Regions from separate parts of the Sus scrofa genome. Here all the other regions are linked to region 3. The links are chromatin contacts, called in public HiChIP or PLAC-seq maps. All regions are on one chromosome and are shown on one strand. The core of a region is the stretch at or near the end of the contact, and the rest is flanking DNA. Distances in the headings are between cores, read along the strand shown.

Region 1 (3,512 bases), core at 555-3,054, 260 kb after region 3:
ACAAGTGGTTCACAAGTAATCAGAACATCTTTTTTTTTTTTTTTTTTTTTTTTTTTTTTTCTTTATACATTTAATACTAATTTAATGAACATCTTAAACTCTATTTAAATGTATTTATGTTTAATCACACAGATGTATAACTGCCACCCTAACATTATGAGTTTTACTTTTCAAAAGTGTTGACTAATTTGTAGGCACATTTCCCAACAAAGTTGTTAATAATTTCAACAAAAAACTTAAATTGGAATGACATCTGCAATTAAGCAGACGTCAACAGTATCTTCATTAGTCTTTTTCTTTGGCCTTCCTTCACCTATTACTAAACATTATCTTGGTTTATAATGTAACATGTAGGAATATATAAAATATTAAGGGTATAAAATCAGCTTTATTCTTAGAGACTCATACTACATAAATACAAATAGATATCAGTATCAAGTACCCAAAATGTAAGACTTGGATATAGTAAAAAAATTTTTTTTAAATTTTATTACAAAGTCAAATTGATAGGCCTGGGGGGAAATTGCCTTTAAACTTTTTAGTTGTAATTGAAAGCACAGATCAGTGTATGTAGAATTGAGAGGAGACCCTGTCCCCATATTCCACTACAATTAAAGTATATCTAATATAGCAGAATTTAATATCTTTGTACTCATGTAATAGTTTTATAAATATTTAATGTGTGTAAAGAATGTATGTTACACTCGGTTTTGATTTCTAAGATAATAGTGATGTTTTTAAATGCAGTAGGTATGTATTTCACTCACTGGCTTAAAATACTTCTGTCCTAGGACTGGGCAGATGTTCAGGTTCATGCACATGATTATTCCCAGTGTGTTCATCGGAAAGGAATTCCAGAGAAACAGAGATCTCTCTTCACAGTAACCTTAATGGATAGTAAAATCCATAGTAGGCATTTTACGGCTTTTTTTTTTTTTTTTTTGCAGAAATTTTTAAAAAGCTATCTTGAGAAGCACAGTGTCTTATTTTAATGTTTGGAGCACTATATTGTAATCTAGGAGGCAGCTATTTGTACAAAGGAAGAAATGTTGTTGTGTCATAAGTCTTAAGAATGGCTATCACTCTAAATCTGGAGTGAAGGATTTCAGATTTCAGGTAGTTTCAGAATGAGAAGTTAGAGGGATGGTCCGTGATCCCAGATTCTTGAATTACTCTAAGTCATTTTTTTGGCATACTTTTATTACAGCGTACTTATTTACATATCTTTCTGAGTTTATTAATATAGTCCACATGTTTGTAATTTTAAATAGTTGTAAAGTCAGTCCATTGTATTGCTCTGCTATTAACTTGTTTAACCACCCCACCTACTGTTGAACATTTGGATTGTTTCCAATTTCAAAAACAGTGCCACTGGAGATACTTTTGATATACATTCTATTGTTCTTTTTTTTTTTTTTTGTCTTCTTACAATAAAAGAAAATAGAAGTATAAGAAAAAGTCCTAATTGTACATCTTCAGAAGAGCAATAGCGCAAAGCCTCAGTCATGTTAACAAAATTTTTATATCTCTTTTTATCTTTACGTACCATTCCTTTTCTTATTAGTTCTATGACAATTTGTTATATGTATTATAAATATATTTACATAAACATCTCCAGCAGATCCAATTCTTGTTACTGGCTAGTTTTTCTTCCCTCTCTGTTTCTGTGCTGGACACAGAGCAGTAAGCTGGCTTTTGAAGAGATGCCAGCTCTGACTCATTCAGATCTGTCATTCATGCAGTCTCAGAGGAGAAGTGATGGCCCTACCGCAGCCACCACCCTCCCAATGACTTATCTTCCTGCTGTCTGGTGACTTTCACAAGTCAGAAGTGCTTACTCATATGTGTAGTCCAGGTCAGTGCTCTGCCCAAGGTCAAGGAGCACAAGATGACGTGCCATGCTTGTTCCCTTCCACCCAAGTGGCTTAGACTCATCGGAAACTACAGAATGGCACTGGGGCACCTGGAAAGTAGTAGAAGCACTAGTGAGGTTGTATTCTCTTGTTAGGGTTGCTGTAACAAGGTACCACAACGTGTGGGGCTTAAACAACAGAAATGTAGGATCTCACAGTCTGAGATCAAGGTGTTGGTAGAGCTGGCTTTCCTGAGGGCCATGAGGGGGAAATCTGCACCACGTCTCTTCCCCCAGCTTCTGGTGGTTTATTGGCCATCTTCAATGACACTTGGCACATGGTAACATCTCCCTGTGCTCTCTCTTCATCCCCTCATGGCATTCTCCTTACACGTGTGCGTTTGTGTCCAAATTTCCCGTTTTTAATGAGGACACCAGTGATACTGGATCAGGTCCAACCCTAAGATCTCATTTTAACTTGACTCTGTAAAGACTCAATCTCCAAATAAATTCACTTTCTGAGGTATTGACTCTTAGAACACTAACATATCTTTTGGGAAGAACATAATTCAACCCATAACAGAGGTTAAAAGGAGTATGAGAAGGTTGGGAAGTCTTAAAGGAGGAGGTTGAATGCAGCAGATCTGCAAGAGCATTAAGATTTGATTCACTGATTTTTGACTAGTCCCTTGTAAGTCTGTTTCTTTGTTGACAACAGCAGCTGTGCCATGTAGGCCAGTGACCATCACACCCCAAAGGGGTGAAAGGTATAACTAAGCCATGAAAGGTATAACTAAGAGTCAAAACTAACATAAAAGTTGGTGCTTTTTCAAAAAGTGTCATTGGAAAACAGAACTTTTCCTAGAAGGAAAAGAAAATGTAAAAAAAGCCTGTGCTTACACATTAAATCTGGAGTTGTCATTTGCTTACTTAAGTCACTTGTCTTCTATGAAGGACAAGCTTCTGGTAGGAGAGTGGGTGCCCTTGCCGGAAAATTATATTTGGCATGACATCTCTAGATTTGGCCTAAGTTATGGTTCTTGATTTGAAAAATACTTTTAAACCTTTATGAAGTGTTGTGATTAAACTAACCCAACTAAATATGTTAGCAGGGTATGATCTTTTCTTTTTTAAAGCTGCCTCTGGCTTTTGAGAAAAAGATGTTTATACCACCCTGCTCTGTTATTTCTTTTCATCTTAAACACAGGGTGTCCTATTTGGGTGACCAGGAAAACATGCTAACAGAAAGCTGTAGAAGGTTGGCATTTTATTTTATTTATTTTTTATTTTATTTTATTTTTATTTATTTATTGTTCTTTAGGGCCGCACTTGCAGCATATGGAAGTTCCCAGGCTAGGGGCTGAATTGGAGCTGCAGCTGCTGGCCTACACCACAGTCACAAAATGTCAGATCCAAACCGCATCTGCATACTATGTATAGAAAACCCCAAGGACTCAACCCCAAAACTACTTGAACTGATCAACAAATTCAGCAAAGTAGCAGGACATAAGATTAACATTCAGAAATCATTCACATTTCTGTACTAACAATGAAACATTAGAAAAGGAATACAAAAATACAATACGTTTTAAAATTGCACCTCAAAAAATCAAATACCTGGGAATATACCTGACCAAGGAGGTAAAGGACTTATATGCCA
Region 2 (3,446 bases), core at 62-2,561, 190 kb after region 3:
GCACGAAAATTATCTCTGCCCACCTGCCCACTTTTCTCCCTAGTTGCTATCATTTAAGCTACCCAGCATCCTGGCTTATTATGAGTGGTGAAGATATGATTGCTTCTTTGTTCATGTAATTTCAGTTTCTATTTGGAAACTCCAATACCAAATAAGCTTTACCTACATAGCATCTTATGGATTTTTTTTTTTTCAGTATCATTCCTTTTATAAATTAAGGAATTTTTTTGGACAAAAGTTAATCTAGAACAAATGACTTTTTCAATTGTTCATCTTTGTCAGTTTGTGTGAATTGTAGGCTAAGATTTACTCTATTACTGTTAGACAAGTTGGGCTAAGTAATTACCTAATATCACTCCCTTTAGAGGCTAAAGTTATTATACTTCTCTAGTAGAGAAGTTTATTTCTGTGCCTCTTCTCTATTTATACTCACCTTCACCCACAAATATAAATTGTTTGTATTAAATGTAAATATATTTTTTTTGTTTATATAGGTAACAACCAATTGAATCATCTACTTTTCTTAATTGCTGGAAACTTTTGCTGTAATTTACAGCTTTTAACAGTTGCCTGCATCTGCTCATGTCATTTCACAGAGCTTGGGATGCCATATTGCTGGGTTGTTTTGTTTTTTGCATCATTTCTTAGTTCTACCTCTGGTTTTTGTGTGATCCCAGTGTCCTTCTCAGCCTTGACATGTCAGGTTCCCTCCAGCTTCCCTCTGTCTCCTGAACAGTGGAGGGAGCTCTGGGTTGGGTTCTGGAGACCTAAGTTCTTCTTTTGGATCTGTTGTGTACTAGCTCTTTGCCTCGTGGGCAAGTTACATCACCCTTCTGAGCCCCCAAGCCCTCTTTCTAAAATGAGGAAATTGAATCAGATGATTTCTAAATCCCTTTTCAGCTTTAATAATCTGAGTCATCAGTGACACTAGTGCAGCAGTACTGACCGTGTAGCAGAATGCCAGATGGTAGTGAAATTAGACACACAAATAGGTGGATGGACCAAAAGTAAACAGGTGTTTACTTCTGTGTTGTATGAACTCTGGACAAAGAGGCCATTCTCTTGATTCGCAGAAAGGGGCACAGGATTAGAGTAGTAATGGTACTTTGAAACTGCAAGTTTTATAGTGAACTTAACTAAAAGAGGGATTTTAAATTCTTAAGGTAAATGAAATGTTTCTAGTTTGGATAAACAAACAGAATGTAACCTCAAAACCATGAATTCCTCAATTTCATGCTAGAACCAGCTCATGGTCTTGAAAATGAACTTCCTAGACTGACTGATATGAAGAAGTTGCTCCTTAACAAAGTGGTGGTTATAGGCCCTTCACAAATTCCCTGAATTTCTCAATCTTTTTCTTGAAGTGAGGTCCTCTCCTGCAACTTCGCTTTGGGTTCTAGTCACATAAACTTTACTGATGGATTCCTTCTATGTGGAGGAATTTCTTTCATATTGTTAATTGTATTTCTGAAGTTTTTTTTATTTTATTTTTTAAATTTTTAAGTGATTTTTATGTTTTCCATTATAGTTGGTTTACAGTGTTCTGTCAGTTTCTATTGTACAGCAATGTGACCCAGTCTCTCCTCTCTCTCTCTCACACACACACACACACACACACACACACATATATTCTTTTTCTCACATTATCCTCCATCATGTTCCATTATAAGTGACTAGATATAGTTCCCTTTGCTATACAGCAGTGAAGTTTTTTTTTTTTAATTTAGTGTTTCAGTATCATAATAGAAAACTGGTATCTTATTTAATTACTTACTATTGCTATAATGATTCGTGTCAACTGTCCTTTCTCCTTATTCAAGTAATACATGGACATATTCTCACTCGAAGAGAGTCAGACAACATAGGTATTAGCAAAATATGCACCTCATTTCTTCATATGTTTTTCTCCTTAGATTGTGTGGTGTGGTAAAACATGTTGTGAACCCCTCAGAATGTTCTTCCCCTGAAAGATGTATCTTAGCCTACCTCTATGATCTCTACGTGTCGTGTAGCCACCTCAGAAGTAAATTTGGAGACCTCTTCAGGTGGGTAAAAGAAAGGCAAAAGAATAGGAGTAGAATGGTGCCCATATTTGTTTGTGGACTAACCAATGTTATCATCCTTTGTAATAATGAAATTTAATTCTAATTATTATCTGCCAGAATTCATATTGAATTGTCTTTCACTATAGCTATAACCTCCTCTTCCAAACTACTATGCCTGTTTAGCTCTGATTGCAATTTTAAGATAAACCTGAGGAAAGTATTCTGTATTTTGTGCTTGCTGTTACCTCCCTTGGAATACTGTTTCCCACCCTTTGCATCATTCCTTTCTCTCAGCATTTGCTTCTCTGCCTCTTTGACCATCCTATTTCAGAGAGTGTCCCTGACTCCTTGTTATTCCCTGCCTCTTAGCATATGCAACACCAACAGGTAGACAGATGCTAGAAAATCCATATTTATTTATTTAATGTTATTTGAGGAAATTTAGATGTTTAATTGTAAGTAGGGGGAGGGAGGGAAGGAGATGGTAGTAGCTGGCCAAATAAGTTTGGAATCTAGAAGCTGACAAGGAAAGAATGATCAATTGCTGTTTTCTTTGCTTTCTCATGCCTTGCATCCAGTGTGTTCTAAATGCTTTGAGCTCTGCCTTCCAGGTACATCTGGAATCTGGCCACTCTTCATTGCTTTGCCCCTCCTACCATGTTCATCTCTTGGTTGGACCATCACCATTACCTTCTCCCAGATTTTCCCACTTGGACCCTTGACTCTCTTGAGCATATTCTCAACATATCTTCTAAAGTTATCCTTTTGAAACAAGAATAACTTGACGTTTTCTAATGGCTTCTCATGTACTCAGAATAAAATTCATAGTTCTTGCCTAGCCCTCAGGATCTGTTGGTTCCAGTCTTGCCTTTTGTCTCTTTCCCTCTGTTAACTTCATTTTAACTGCAGGGACCTCCTTATTGGTTTCTAGACACTGTAAGCACACTCCCATCTTGGGGCTTTTGCACGCTGTCACCTATCTGGTAATACTTTCCCCTGTTACTTAACTTGCTCACTCCCACAGTTCATTCAGAGCTTGACTTCCCTGACCAGCTTATTTGAAATAGCATGACCCTCCTCCCACTCGCTGTCATTCTCTGAGCTTGATCATCTCCCCTCCACCCCGCACATTACATGTTTGTTTATGGTCTGGCTCTTTTCTAGAATGTAAGCTTCGCGAGAGCAGGAACTTTTTCTAATTTCTTCACTGCTCTATCCAAGTACCTTCAAGAGTGTCTGGCTCATAGAAGAAGCTACAAAAAATATGTTGTGTGCATGACATATGCCCCCCCTCGCAAATTCATGATATTTTTAATGCTATTGGTAGAGAGAAAATGTGAAAGTATGTCTTCATGAAATGAATTAGGTTTCAAAATGATCCCTTACAGAATGAATATTTGA
Region 3 (3,555 bases), core at 756-3,255:
ATGTGTAGATTGAGAGTATTTACTAAAAGAAAAATAGCAAACTAAGCTGAGAGGGTTTAAGCATTGTTTGGAGCTCACTGTTCAAAGCTCCTTTAAAAGAACTTCTCGGCCGGGGCTGCAGGGAGGTGTTTGCCACTAGAGGGCGCCATGTGCCCAGGGCTGAGAGTCCTCGGTGCTCTAGTCACAGACTTCACTGGAGAAAATGTCCGTGTAGCCCATTCAAGAGTAATTATATTGAATGTTGACTCAACTCTGGAAAGATTTGATGTAAGTGAGTGGTTGCTTTGTGGTTACTATGCCTTTTTATGAGTAAGACAAAAACCACATTTTTAAACCTGTAATTCAGACTGGTCACCTTTTCTTAATCTGTCAGGAAGAGTAACTGGACATATCTTTCTGAAATATTTAACATAAGTAATTTTTACAATATTTCTGGAATTCGCTTATGAGCTGCAGAGCTGTTTTGATTCCTAATCAGTCATTCGATTTTGAGCAGGTTACAGACAAGTTACTCGTGCCTAAGTGTCCTTTCTTGTCACATTGGCATAGAACACATACTTGCCCTCTCTATCTCTAAGGAGACATGAGCACTTTGAGAATTCTAAAGCCCTATATACGTAAGTCTTAAAGAATTGTTACTGTTAATGATAATAACGTGGCAAGCATTATTAGTATTATTGTGGAAGAACCAGTCTGAGGGCATAATTCTCTGATAAGGAGTTCTATAAAGTGGTGTGGTTAGGATTCAGAAACAGCTCACTTCTTTTTAATGCACTTCCCCTTTTTTGGTTTCATAATTTGTGTTAGGACTTAGACAACACAGTAGGTAGTAGAAAAACTGACCAACCCCTGCAGTTGCAATAAGGTTGAGGTTTGTGCTTGCTGAAGACATGTTTAGGTATGCTTGGGCCCCAGACTGCAGAGTGCTTCCCACGTCTGTTTGGGAAATTTGACCTTTACCCCTGGGTTCCCTTTTCTCTGGATAGGGAGTGGGGAAAGCAGCTGTCTAGAGGACTCAGAAATCTAAGGTTCAGGCTGGTGTGTGTGATCATTCTCGGTATTTGGTGAAAGCCTGCTAAAACCATTATGCATGGGCATGAAGGCATTTGAGGGCTTGGTCCTGCCCTGTGGTTGGACTGTGGCCAGCGTGAGAATAGGAGCTGGCAGTGTGCCCCCTGTGGGGTGTGCCAGGCATGCGTTCACAGCTAGCCATGGAGAATGTTATTCCATTACCTGCCCCCCCCCCCCCGAGCCAGCTACTGCTTCCAAGTGATGGGTAAGGTAGAAAGTATACATCTCAACATCCTCGATGTTTACTTATTCTAGATTTATGCTACTTGGGTTTCCATTCAGTATATGTGAGATATCAAAGTCTATAACACTTAGAATGGGGCTCAGAGACTCCTGTCACCAGTGGCCAGGCAGGCGATATAAACTAGAGGTGGGCTGCTGTATACAGTTCCCCCAGAGGGTGAGGCCAAGGTCACTGGGAAAGGGGGCTGCCCTTTCTGCACCGGGTAGCCTTTCTTGGCTTCTGCTTGGTTTGCAGACCCACTGTTGCCTGACCTTCCAGAATTTCAGGAGAACTTGAATGTCAGCTTTCCCAGTCTTAAACCACTCTGCCAGCCAAGCAGTGTGTCTGTGGGCCATGTCCACTCAGATGCCTGTCACTCTCCAGCTCCTGGGAGTGTCTTATGCAGCACTCACTCACGATTGGCCCGTTCAGTGTTTCAGAACCATGTCTACTCTGCGTACTAGAGGCAGAGAAGCCCAGAATCCTCATGGGGGCCTTACAGTGGGGGCCGTGGGGACCTCCGGATTCCAATCCCTGCCTGAGTCTGTTGCCTGGGACCCACAGGCAGGGGTCACCTTGCTGACCTCCTCTCTGAGCAGCAAGCCAGGGAGGTGCCCCCTCCACCTTCCAGAGCCCCAGACCACTTCCTTCTGCTTGGCTTCTCTCCTGGTTTGTGCTGTGCTGGGCAGGAGGGAGGAAGCAGCTGTGGCTTTGGGTGCTCCCCAGGGGCATGGATAGAAGGGAAAGTTGAAAGGAAGCAGGAAGAGCTGCCTTTTCACTTCTCCCTCTGGTGCTGGAGGAGGCAGACTTTCTCCTGAGTAACAAAGGGAAAGGCCAGCCCAACTGTGCTGGTAACAGTGTGTGCCCAAACAGTGGCAGGTGTGCATTTCCTCTTTCCCTGACGGCAGATCCCAGCCACCACACACCAGACACCAGAATACCGACTGTTTATTGTTTGCATTTATTTTCTGCATAGACCATTCACAGAGTACTCCCTGGACAGGTGCAATGAGTTCATGTGAGATTTTTGACTGGAAAGTCCGGAGCAGGCCTTTCTTCCACTCTGGCCCAGGCCTCCAAGGCCAGACTAGCTCTACACCATTGTGGCCGGGGAACTCTGACCACATGATCCGCCAGGCCAAACCTCAGTTTCTTCACTGCCTCCAGCATTGAGCTGGGCCTAATGTGTCTTCCAGAGATGTTCACTGAATTGGTTTTTGGAGGCTCTTAAAAAAGCATCTGGGGAGTTCCTGTTGTCGCTCAGAGCAATGAACCGACTAGTATTGATGAAGATGAGGATTCGATCCCTGGCTTCACTCAGTGGGTTAAGCATCCGGGATTACTGTGAGCTGTGGTGTAGGTCGAAGGTGTGGCTCGGATCCCACAGCGTTGCTGTAGCTGTGGTGTAGGCCAGCAGCTCTAGCTCTGATTGGATCCCTAGCCTGAGAACTTCCACATGCTGCAGGTGCAACCGTAAAAAGGAAGAAAAAAAAAAAAATGACTGGGTCCTTGAACTGGAAGGGGCAACCCTTCTGAAAGATTTGCCTCGGAAGGGTTGGGGTGAAGGCAGGGATGAGCTCTGTGTAATATGTCAGTTTTACCAGTGGATCAGGTCCAGATGTATAAGAGGATCTGTGCAGGTGGAAGTGGGAGGGCAGCTGACAGGAGAGGTCTTGGCAGGCAAGTCAGCAGGTTAGTGCATTTCTTGGTGGTGTTACAGACGATTCAGTCACCTGGATGAGTCTCAGTTTCTTCCTTTGTGCATGGGGCATCCTATCTCCTGATGTGGAAATGGCAGGAAACTATATGGATAAAGCATTTCAAAATTAATAGTGCCTGGCTTTAAATGGTTCTCAGTAAACACTAACTGCTACCCTTCCTGACTGATGGGTTTAGGAAGGCAGTGAGACCCTGGAGAGATGGCAGGAATGTGATCCTTTGGTTCCCTTCGGACTACTGTGGGGACACACATACATATCACACAGTCTGGTAATCCATAAAGCACAGCCTGGACCTATCAGACGTTTTACTTTCTCAGATTTTCACAGAGGCTTTACCCCCAGTAGGGGGCGGTTGGATGGGACTGGCCCACCCCAGGCCCGCTGGCTGCTACCATGTTGTAAGAGCGATCACCCTCATTTCAGTGCTTAGGTCTTTTCTGTTCTTTTTAAACATGTTTAAGAAAAAAAGAAGTCATTTTATTTTTATTGCTTTTTTTTTTTTTTTAAGGGCTATACCCCAGGCATATGAAGATTCCCAGG

What was found. HiChIP or PLAC-seq counts read pairs in DNA pulled down with a chosen protein or histone mark.
Region 1: a contact with region 3 is called in an H3K27ac HiChIP or PLAC-seq map of alveolar macrophages. The contact joins two enhancer-like sites. A contact is called at or near these places in 1 of 47 Hi-C or Micro-C datasets (alveolar macrophages) and 1 of 2 datasets of contacts at active chromatin or transcription factors (alveolar macrophages).
Region 2: an H3K27ac HiChIP or PLAC-seq map of alveolar macrophages shows a contact between it and region 3. The contact joins two enhancer-like sites. A contact is called at or near these places in 1 of 47 Hi-C or Micro-C datasets (embryonic fibroblasts) and 1 of 2 datasets of contacts at active chromatin or transcription factors (alveolar macrophages).

Annotation. Positions count from the first base shown.
Region 1 is chr13:91,607,652-91,611,163 of Sscrofa11.1, forward strand. The region is part of intron 44 of MED12L (mediator of RNA polymerase II transcription subunit 12-like protein); the gene reads left to right. Among named protein-coding and RNA genes, the nearest start is that of IGSF10, 70 kb to the right of the region's middle. Within about 2 kb of position 1,805, at least 13 of the 83 cell types and tissues checked have an H3K27ac peak or open chromatin away from gene starts, as enhancers often do. A contact at or near this core is called in alveolar macrophages, where this site is marked.
Region 2 is chr13:91,543,115-91,546,560 of Sscrofa11.1, forward strand. MED12L (mediator of RNA polymerase II transcription subunit 12-like protein) reads left to right here. Exons shown (of 46, transcript XM_021069608.1): 21 at 1,914-2,045. It also overlaps a transcript of P2RY12 not described here. Among named protein-coding and RNA genes, the nearest start is that of P2RY12, 20 kb to the left of the region's middle. Within about 2 kb of position 1,312, at least 7 of the 83 cell types and tissues checked have an H3K27ac peak or open chromatin away from gene starts, as enhancers often do. A contact at or near this core is called in alveolar macrophages, where this site is marked.
Region 3 is chr13:91,352,341-91,355,895 of Sscrofa11.1, forward strand. All of the region lies in intron 11 of MED12L (mediator of RNA polymerase II transcription subunit 12-like protein), which reads left to right. Among named protein-coding and RNA genes, the nearest start is that of GPR171, 36 kb to the right of the region's middle. Within about 2 kb of position 2,006, at least 17 of the 83 cell types and tissues checked have an H3K27ac peak or open chromatin away from gene starts, as enhancers often do. A contact at or near this core is called in alveolar macrophages, where this site is marked.